Linked DNA regions of Salmo salar: region 2 is linked to region 1. The links are chromatin contacts, called in public Hi-C maps. All regions are on one chromosome and are shown on one strand. Each heading gives the region's core, a stretch centred on a gene start, on an enhancer-like site or on the middle of the called end of the contact. The rest is flanking DNA. Distances are from core to core; before and after follow the strand shown.

Region 1 (4,262 bases), core at 543-3,042:
AGCGCTGTCTTAGGCATCTCACAGTACGGACATTGCAATTTATTGCCCTGGCCACATCTGCAGTCCTCATGCCTCCTTGCAGCATGCCTAAGGCACGTTCACGCAGATGAACAGGGATCCTGGGCATCTTTCTTTTGGTGTTTTTTTGAGTCAGTAGAAAGGCCTCTTTAGTGTCCTAAGTTTTCATAACTGTGACCTTAATTGCCTACCGTCTGTAAGCTGTTAGTGTCTTAACGACCGTTCCACAGGTGCATATTCATTAATTGTTTATGGTTCATTGAACAAGCATGGGAAACAGTGTTTAAACCCTTTACAATGAAGATCTGTGAAGTAATTTGGATTTTTACGAGTTATCTTTGAAAGACAGGGTCCTGAAAAAGGGATGTTTCTTTTTTTGCTGAGTTTATTACATCCAAATAGTTAACATTTTATTTAACAATCCCTTGAAAATAGCAAGCGGTTGTCAGTTGTTTTAGCGAAACTGGGGGTCTCATTGACCCTCAGCTGGCAAATCGAACATGCTACGCCATATTGTGATGTTTTATTGAAAACTACCTATAGGCTATTATAAAATAAATATATATGAAATATGATTATTGTATGGTTATTATGAAGCATATTGGTGGTTTTGTAGAGTGGGAGCTGGAAATGCTGTTGTTTCACGTTGAGCTTCATGGGCTGCTCGTCCCTGTTGGTGTCTGCCGGTCACAATTAATGTGACAAACGGCTGTCCATACAGCAGCCTTCCAGTAAGTCCTAGAACCTGGTAGTTGTGCACGACCACCATTCAGCACACGTCGTGTATCTGCGCTCTCCTCCTCTCTCTATTCCAAGTATAGAGGACAGGAAACAGTTATACATTATCTAAAAGGTTTTTGGTCAGAATTCATCTGTAGTTTATATGATTCATGGTCATTCATCTGATCACATGATATGGCTCCAAGGGTGTGCCAAGTTGATATTATCAACAATTTCCGTGTTTTGACCATAATGCCCATTTTTACGGTCATATTTATCTGAATACGAGCGTCATGCAGTGGTCAGCATCATGCTCTATTCTTCCATTGACGTCCGCCCAGTGAGTGTGTAGAGTAAACTTTGTCCTCAGTAATAATTCTCCGGTCCAGAGGGGGTGTGTGTGTGTGTGTGGATTGCCAGTTCCATGGCAGATGCCAGGGAGTCAGCACTATTTTAAGCCCAGAGTGTCGGCAAGGCATGTGTCTTACTGGAAGTGGCAGAGGGAGTGAGAGAATGGAGGAGGGAGACTCATTGGCACTGGGATCACTATGAGTGGTGTCCTCCTGTCCTGGGTGAGTCACTGAGTTAGAACTTGACAACCCCAGCCCACTGACTGACCACAGGTGGAACTTACTGACAAAGACTGGAAGGTTAGCTGAGTTCATGGGCTTTTGGTTTTGGATTGTGTGGGTTGGGATTTCAGAGGGGTCTTTTTTCTTCAGCCAATTCTATTCCAAATCAAAAAAGAAAAGATAACTGGTATTAAGAATGTTTCATGTCACTGTAATTTTCTTTGTACTGAAATATGTTTGTATTTAATATCTTTTGGCCTATTTAGTTTGCAAATAAGGACAATCTTAGCCTGCGCAATAATTACCAGGCAATTCTTTGGAATTGAGTTATCTGATGGGAACGGAGTTACTTATCTGACGTCAGATCCCCACCAAATCCACTTTTCTTGTGGATGCAGGCTCACACCTGCCCCGCACCCCAAAACACACACACACACACACTGCCACACCTCTGAATGCACAAGAAGGAAAGATTGGTAGCCTAGGCCAGGTATCTGCTTTCACCAGTCCAGTTTTTTCTCATCAGTGCAGAATCAGATGAACTGAACGAGACAAGGAAAGGAATCTACATTAAACAAGAGATACCCTCCGTGTGTGCCATCTCCTCTCCACCAAGCCCTTTTCTACTTCCTCTTGGCAGATCCCCACAGCTGCTGACATGGAGATCACCAGGGCCACTGACTGCTGCCCTCCTATTGGGCTAACCCTCTTCCCTTTTGCATGACTGGCTCTGTTATCATTTCCCGAACTATGGTGTTTTTTCCGATTTCTTATTATATCTGACTGTTGACTGAGAGCTTATACTTGTTGCGGAGAAGAAGAGAGGGGTTCCACATAAGGGAACTGAGCGTTACAGAACATTCGGATAGAAATGTGTTGTGTAAACCAGACATGATTCTCTGGTGTGTAGAACAGATTTAGCTCTATACATTACATTTCTGTTATCTTAACGTTGTACCCCACTGAATGCATTTGATGGTGGTGGTGTTGACTTATGTGGATTGTTATGAGTGTGTCCTACTGCCCCTCCACTTTCAATGGAAAACACAGCCTGAAAGATTCTCCCCGTCTCTCTCTGCCGACCCAAAACAGACAAAGCCATCTCAGCAGGCCTCCTAGCCAGCTGTATTCTTCTTTATCATTAACCTATAATCCTGACATGTCATCCTTTTATTATTGAAGAGTTAGGAAATATTGGAACGTTCCAGAGGCCAGCTTCCCTTCTTTCCTGTGGCTGGGCAGGACGTGAAGGCCTCTGTGGGTGTCCTTGTGCTGGGATGGGCTGTGTGTTTATAGGGCAGAGCAGTACACTGTACTGTATGTAAAGGATGTGGGTAACGTAGACTGCCTGGGATAACATAATCCAGACAGCTCCGTGCCTCCCAGGCTATCAGTCAGGCTCTGGTGACAGCAGCATGGACAGGGTTCCATACAGGGTCCACAAACATGACCCACACTGGAGACCGGTGGGGCTTCCTCCTCCCACTGTCCCTTCTGGCCCTGTCCCAGACAATGATCGAAGGTCAGTTTTGCGTCCCCTTCCTTGAATAATAAGGTTAGATGTTTTATTATTTTATTAGGATCCCCATTAGCAGTTGCGAAAGCACCAGCTACTCTTCCTGGGGTCCACACACATGAAAATGACATGATACAGAACATTAATAGACAACAAAAGCTCAAGGACAAATTTACATACATTTTAAAACGGCACACATCAATACACACAAAATATCTAGGTTAGGATTGGAGGAGGGTAAGTTGTTTTCACAAGCAACTGCTATTGGGAGCGTTTCACCCAGCTGTGTTGGCATCAGGTGCTGTGATGTTATCTTTGAGTCAGCAGGGTGGCGTATTGGAACATTACAGAACCACTTGGCTCCTAACGCCAAGGGATTTAAAGGGCCATGAAACGATAAAGCCGTACAATTGATTATTTTTAATAAACCACACAGCAGTATAGAAAAATAAACGAAGGAAAGAAATACTAATTTTTAGTCTGATTCTGCTAAAAATGCTAACCACGGCACATTTTGGGTAGAAAAACGTCCAAACATAACACCACAATAAGAGTTGGGTTAAGGTTGTCGTCTTGAGATGGACTGAATGACTGACTCTCCACTACCTAGGCTGGCCTGGCAGAGTAGAATGGGATTCCCTGGCTGCCTCATCAGATTTTCTGGAGGAGGAGGAAGAGTGGTGGTGAGGGTTTCAGGAAGTCTCTGCTTATTCCCTCTGGCTGAATGATAGGAGGAGGCGGTAGAAGTTATCCTGATATCCAGACCTAGGATCGGCTTACCCCCGCCACCAAATACAAGCCTTACCTTTACTATTAGTGGATAAAATGTCAAACTGACCTCAGCTAGTGCTGAGCGATTAGTGCTTTTTGAGGTCGTTTCGATTCTATATATTTTTTTAACATGGTAACGTCGTTATTTCATAATGGATTTCATAATTGTATAGCTTTTTAATGTGATTTCCAATTAAAAAATTGTGAACATTCAATTGCCAAAACATTGAAAATATTCCATTGTCTCTGTCAGTTCCACATTGGGTAGACACCAATATAAAAATAAGAAATTACTTTGAAATAATGAAATATTTCAGTTGTGTATATGACTTATTTTTTATTATTTTTTAAATCCTTAAAGTAATCATCGTATTTCTGCTCAGGCAGTAGCAGTCAGCCAGCCACGCCATACTGTACTGTCTTTTTAGTCATCCTATTTAGCTATTTATGCTGCAGAGCTGTTTGACAATCATTTTACTAGTTCTTCAAAGTAGATAAGGTATACTTTAACCAACGGTCTCTCTCTCGTAGTTCGGTACATTCCTTTCATGCGGTCTGTGTGTAACCTAACCTAAAATAGCAGGCATAAAAGTGGATCTCTACAGAGATCTGTATTTAATGACGCGATGCTCATGTCTATGCCCTAACAATGGGAGTCATTGTCC
Region 2 (4,262 bases), core at 632-3,131, 77 kb before region 1:
ACAGGTCAACATTCACAAGGCCGCAGGGCCAGATGGATTACCAGGATGTGTACTGCGAGAGTGCGCTGACCAACGGACAAGTGTCTTCTCTGACATTTTCAACCTCTCCCTGTCTGAGTCTGTAATACCAACACGTTTTAAGCAGACCACCATAGTGCCTGTGCCCAAGAACACTAAGGTAACCTGCCTAAATGACTACCACTCACATCTGTAGCATGAAATGCTTTGAAAGGCTGGTCATGGCTCACATCAACATCATTATCCCAGAAACCCTAGACTCACTCCAATTTGCATACCGCCCCAACATATCCACAGATGATGCAATCTCTATTGGACTCCACACTGCCCTTTCTCACCTGGACTAAAGTGACACCTATGTGAGAATGCTATTCATTGACTACAGCTCAGCGTTCAACACCATAGTGCCCTCAAAGCTCATCAATAAGCTAAGTAACCTGAGACTAAACACCTCACTTTGCAACTGGATCCTGGACTTCCTGACGGGCTGCTCCCTGATGGTAAGGGTAGGTAACAACACATCCGCCACACTGATCCTCAACACAGGGAACCCTCAGGGGTGCATGCTCAGTCCCCTCCTGTACTCCCTGTTCACTCATGACTGCATGGCCAGGCACAACTCCAACACCATCATTAAGTTTGCCGATGACACAACAGTTTTAGGCCTGATCACCGACAACGAGGAGACAGCCTATAGGGAGGAGGTCAGAGACCTGGACGTGTGGTGCCAGGACAACAACCTCTCTCTCAACGTGATCAAGACAATGGAGATGATTGTGGACTACAGGAAAAGGAGGACCGAGCACGTCCCCATTCTCATTGACGGGGCTGCAGTGGAGCAGGTTGAGAGCTTCAAGTTCCTCGGTGTCCACATCAACAACAAACTAACATGGTCCAAGCACACCAAGACAGTCGTGAAGGGGGCACAACAAAACCTATTCCCCTTCAGGAGACTGAAAAGATTTGGCATGGGTCCTCAGATCCTCAAAAGGTTCTACAGCTGCACCATCGAGAGCATGCTGACGGGTTGTATCACTGCCTGGTATATCGACTGCTCGGCCTCCGACCGCAAGGCACTACAGAGCGTAGTGCGAATGGCCCAGTACATCACTGGGGCCAAGCTCCCTGCCATCCAGGACCTCTATACCAGGCGGTGTCAGAGGAAGGCCCTAAAAATTGTCAAAGACTGCAGCCACCCTAGTCATAGACTGTTCTCTCTGCTACCGCAAGGCAAGCGGTACCGGAGTGCCAAGTCTAGGTCCAAGAGGCTTCTAAACAGCTTCCACCCCCAAGCCATAAGACCACTGAACTGAAATGGCTACCCAGACTATTTGCATTGCCCCCCCTTCCTTTCTTTTACACAGCTGCTACTCTCTTGTTATCGTCAATGCACAGTCACTTTAATAACTCTACCCACATGTACATACGTATTACCTCAACTATCCAGATATAGTCTCGCTATTGTTATTTTACTGCTGCTTTTTAATTACTTGTTACTTGTTTTTTATTTGTATTTTTTTATGTATATATGTATACTTTTTTAAAAACTGCATTGTTGGTTAGGGGCTCGTAAGTAAGCATTTCACTGTAAGGTCTACACCTGTTGAATTCAGCGTATGTGCCTTATAAAATTAGATTTAATTAAAAGTAAGAAACTGTTATTTTCAAAGCCTGCAACGAGTTTCTAGCCAGAGCGAGGGTATTTACTTACTCCCCACATCACCATGAATCTCATGAAGAGGATTTTCGAATTGCTCAATTTAACCAGCAGGAGGCGTTGTAAGCACTGTAGTGATCTTTGATTTTAGGGCCTATTCAAAACAGCGGAGAATAGGCAATGTAGGCAATAGACTGTAGTGTTTGAATTGGCTAAATTGTGTTAACAATATTTCTTGTAGTGTTTTCTGTACTTATTTATTGTTCTTTTCGTTTTTAATTGTCAAAGTTACTTCGGCAGATAAAGTATGCTGTTTGTTATCCACGAACCTCAAGCCACAATCACAGAGTAGCCCACAGTGTGACGACAGCAGCGGAACTATCTGCTTTCAATTCAAAATGGCAGCGTCTATCAGGAAGTGAAGAAACAACTGAAAATAATAAGTTGGATCGAATTCCTTGTTTCGGTTCATTTAACTCAGGAATTCGATTGAAAACATACGTGTGATCTGAGCTGGGATTTAGAATAAGTAACACATTCGTGGTAAGTTTAATTTAAGCGTTTCAGAAAGATAAAACACGGTGCGAGCGACACATCGGCAGCGAATGTTAGCTAGCTAGCTACTGTTAGCTATCAATTCCAAACTCCAGCGGCTCGAGCCTTGTCAAGCAGCTTGATTTTAGTTAGCTTGGTAGTCAGGCTAGTTTGTCGTCGCACTTTGATAGCACCAATTTGTTTAGCTAAGTAACATTGGTGAATGTATATATATTTTTTTTTTCATAGTTAATGCTGCTGAAATGTTGTGGAATGTCCATATTTTTGTTTGTCCAGGTTGAGGTTCGCAAAGTTGTACATTTTCGTTTTGCTGTCGTTATCTCTTACCCAGCTAGTATTGCTAACGCTTTGTGGTACTAACTAACTCAGCTAACACCTTGGCCTGGCTAGTGGTAGCTAACAAGCTATCTCTGTATTTGCACTGCTAAGTTAGCTAACCTAGAGAGTGGAGTAGGGGGAATAGCTGGAGGCGATATGTGTCACTAGCTTGCCTGGATTGTAGATCACGGACAGCTGTGAGGAGGCATTGACCCCCTACGCGTTAGTCATGCTTATCTGAGTATGTGTAAAACTAGTGGAACTTTATAGCCCTAGCCGTAGAAATGTTAGCTATTGAGTCTGCCTGCAGTTGATACTGCTTTTTTTATGTATCAAATTGTATTTGTCAGCTTGTCGATTTTAGAGTGAAATGCTAGCTTGCTTATGAGACCTTCGCAACAATAGAGTTTCAAAATATCAACACGAGGAATAAAATGCATAAGAATGGAGCTAGTGGTTAGAGCGTTGGACTAGTAACCGAAAGGTTGCAAGTTCGAATCCCCGAGCTGACAAGGTACAAATCTGTCGTTCTGCCCCTGAACAAGGCAGTTAACCCACTAGGCCGTCATTGAAAATAATAATTTGTTCTTAACTGACTTGCCTAGTTAAATAAAGATAAAATAAAATATACAGGGAGTACCAGATCAGTGTGCGGAGGTACGAGGTATTTGAGGTAGATATTGTATCTTCCTGTAGGAAGGGTAAAGTGACAAGGCATCAGGATAGATAGTAATAAGAGTCAAATAAAGAACAGTGTATCAGCAGCAAATTGTGTGTGATGTGTTTGTTGTCGGTATGTGTGTGGAAGTGTCAAGTGTGTGTGTGTGTTAATTTTAGTTAACCTTTATTTAGCTAGGCAAGTGAATTAAGAACACATTTTGGCCAAACCCTATCCCGGACAACGCTGGGCCAATTGCGCGCCGCCCTATGGTACTCCCAATCTCGGCCGGTTGTGATACAGCCTGGAAGCGAACAAGGGTCTGTAGTGAAGCCTCTAGCACTGAGATGCTGTGCCACTTGGGAGTTGTCCCCCCCCCAAAAAAAAATATGGTCTAGTGCAGGGGTCTGCAACAGGTAGATTGCCAATCAATTCTGAAAGTACATACATTTTATCATGTGTTCCATCGCATACTGTCATAAACATAAAGTTCCCAGCTACTATCCAATCAAAGCTACATTGAAATTATCCCACTCCCGGTTAGCCACTATTGGCTTAAAAAGCCAAACGTAACACAATCTGCCAGTTAATTTCCAGCAATATTGCTTATGTCTGTTTGGTGCGCACATTTGTTTCACTCCCGAGTGTAGCCAGTTACCGATGCTAATGATAACAGTCTTGTGGTTAGACAGACTTTACCCCAAAACCTTCTTAATTACTTGCTAAGTGCAAAGTAGGCTTAAATGACAAAGATATCATGATTATTTGTATCAATTGGGTTCCAAATTCTGCCATGACTTGTGCTGCAGCAGTAGGCCCAATAGCAGAAACATTGCTAGACTGAGACATTCATCTCTTGCTTAATGCGGGGCGGCAGCGTAGCCTAGTGGTTAGAGCGTTGGACTAGTTACCGAAAGGTTGCAAGTTCGAATCCCCGAGCTGACAAGGTTCAAATCTGTCGTTCTGCCCCTGAACAGGCAGTTAACCCACTAGGCCGTCATTGAAAATAAGAATTTGTTCTTAACTGACTTGCCTAGTTAACCTCCCTGGGCAATC

What was found. A called contact is a pair of places that touch in the nucleus more often than the background predicts.
Region 2: a Hi-C map of muscle shows a contact between it and region 1, with 4 times the contacts expected there. The contact joins the promoter of LOC106613723 here to the enhancer-like site in region 1. A contact is called at or near these places in 2 of 3 Hi-C or Micro-C datasets (gill and muscle).

The regions. Positions count from the first base shown.
Region 1 is chrssa10:19,805,246-19,809,507 of Ssal_v3.1, reverse strand. All of the region lies in intron 4 of LOC106613723 (protein strawberry notch homolog 2), which reads left to right. Among protein-coding and RNA genes, the nearest start is that of LOC106613722, 55 kb to the right of the region's middle. Within about 2 kb of position 1,792, at least 4 of the 13 cell types and tissues checked have an H3K27ac peak or open chromatin away from gene starts, as enhancers often do. A contact at or near this core is called in gill and muscle, where this site is marked.
Region 2 is chrssa10:19,882,015-19,886,276 of Ssal_v3.1, reverse strand. It overlaps LOC106613723 (protein strawberry notch homolog 2), which reads left to right and starts at 1,881. Exons shown (of 29, transcript XM_014216274.2): 1 at 1,881-2,218.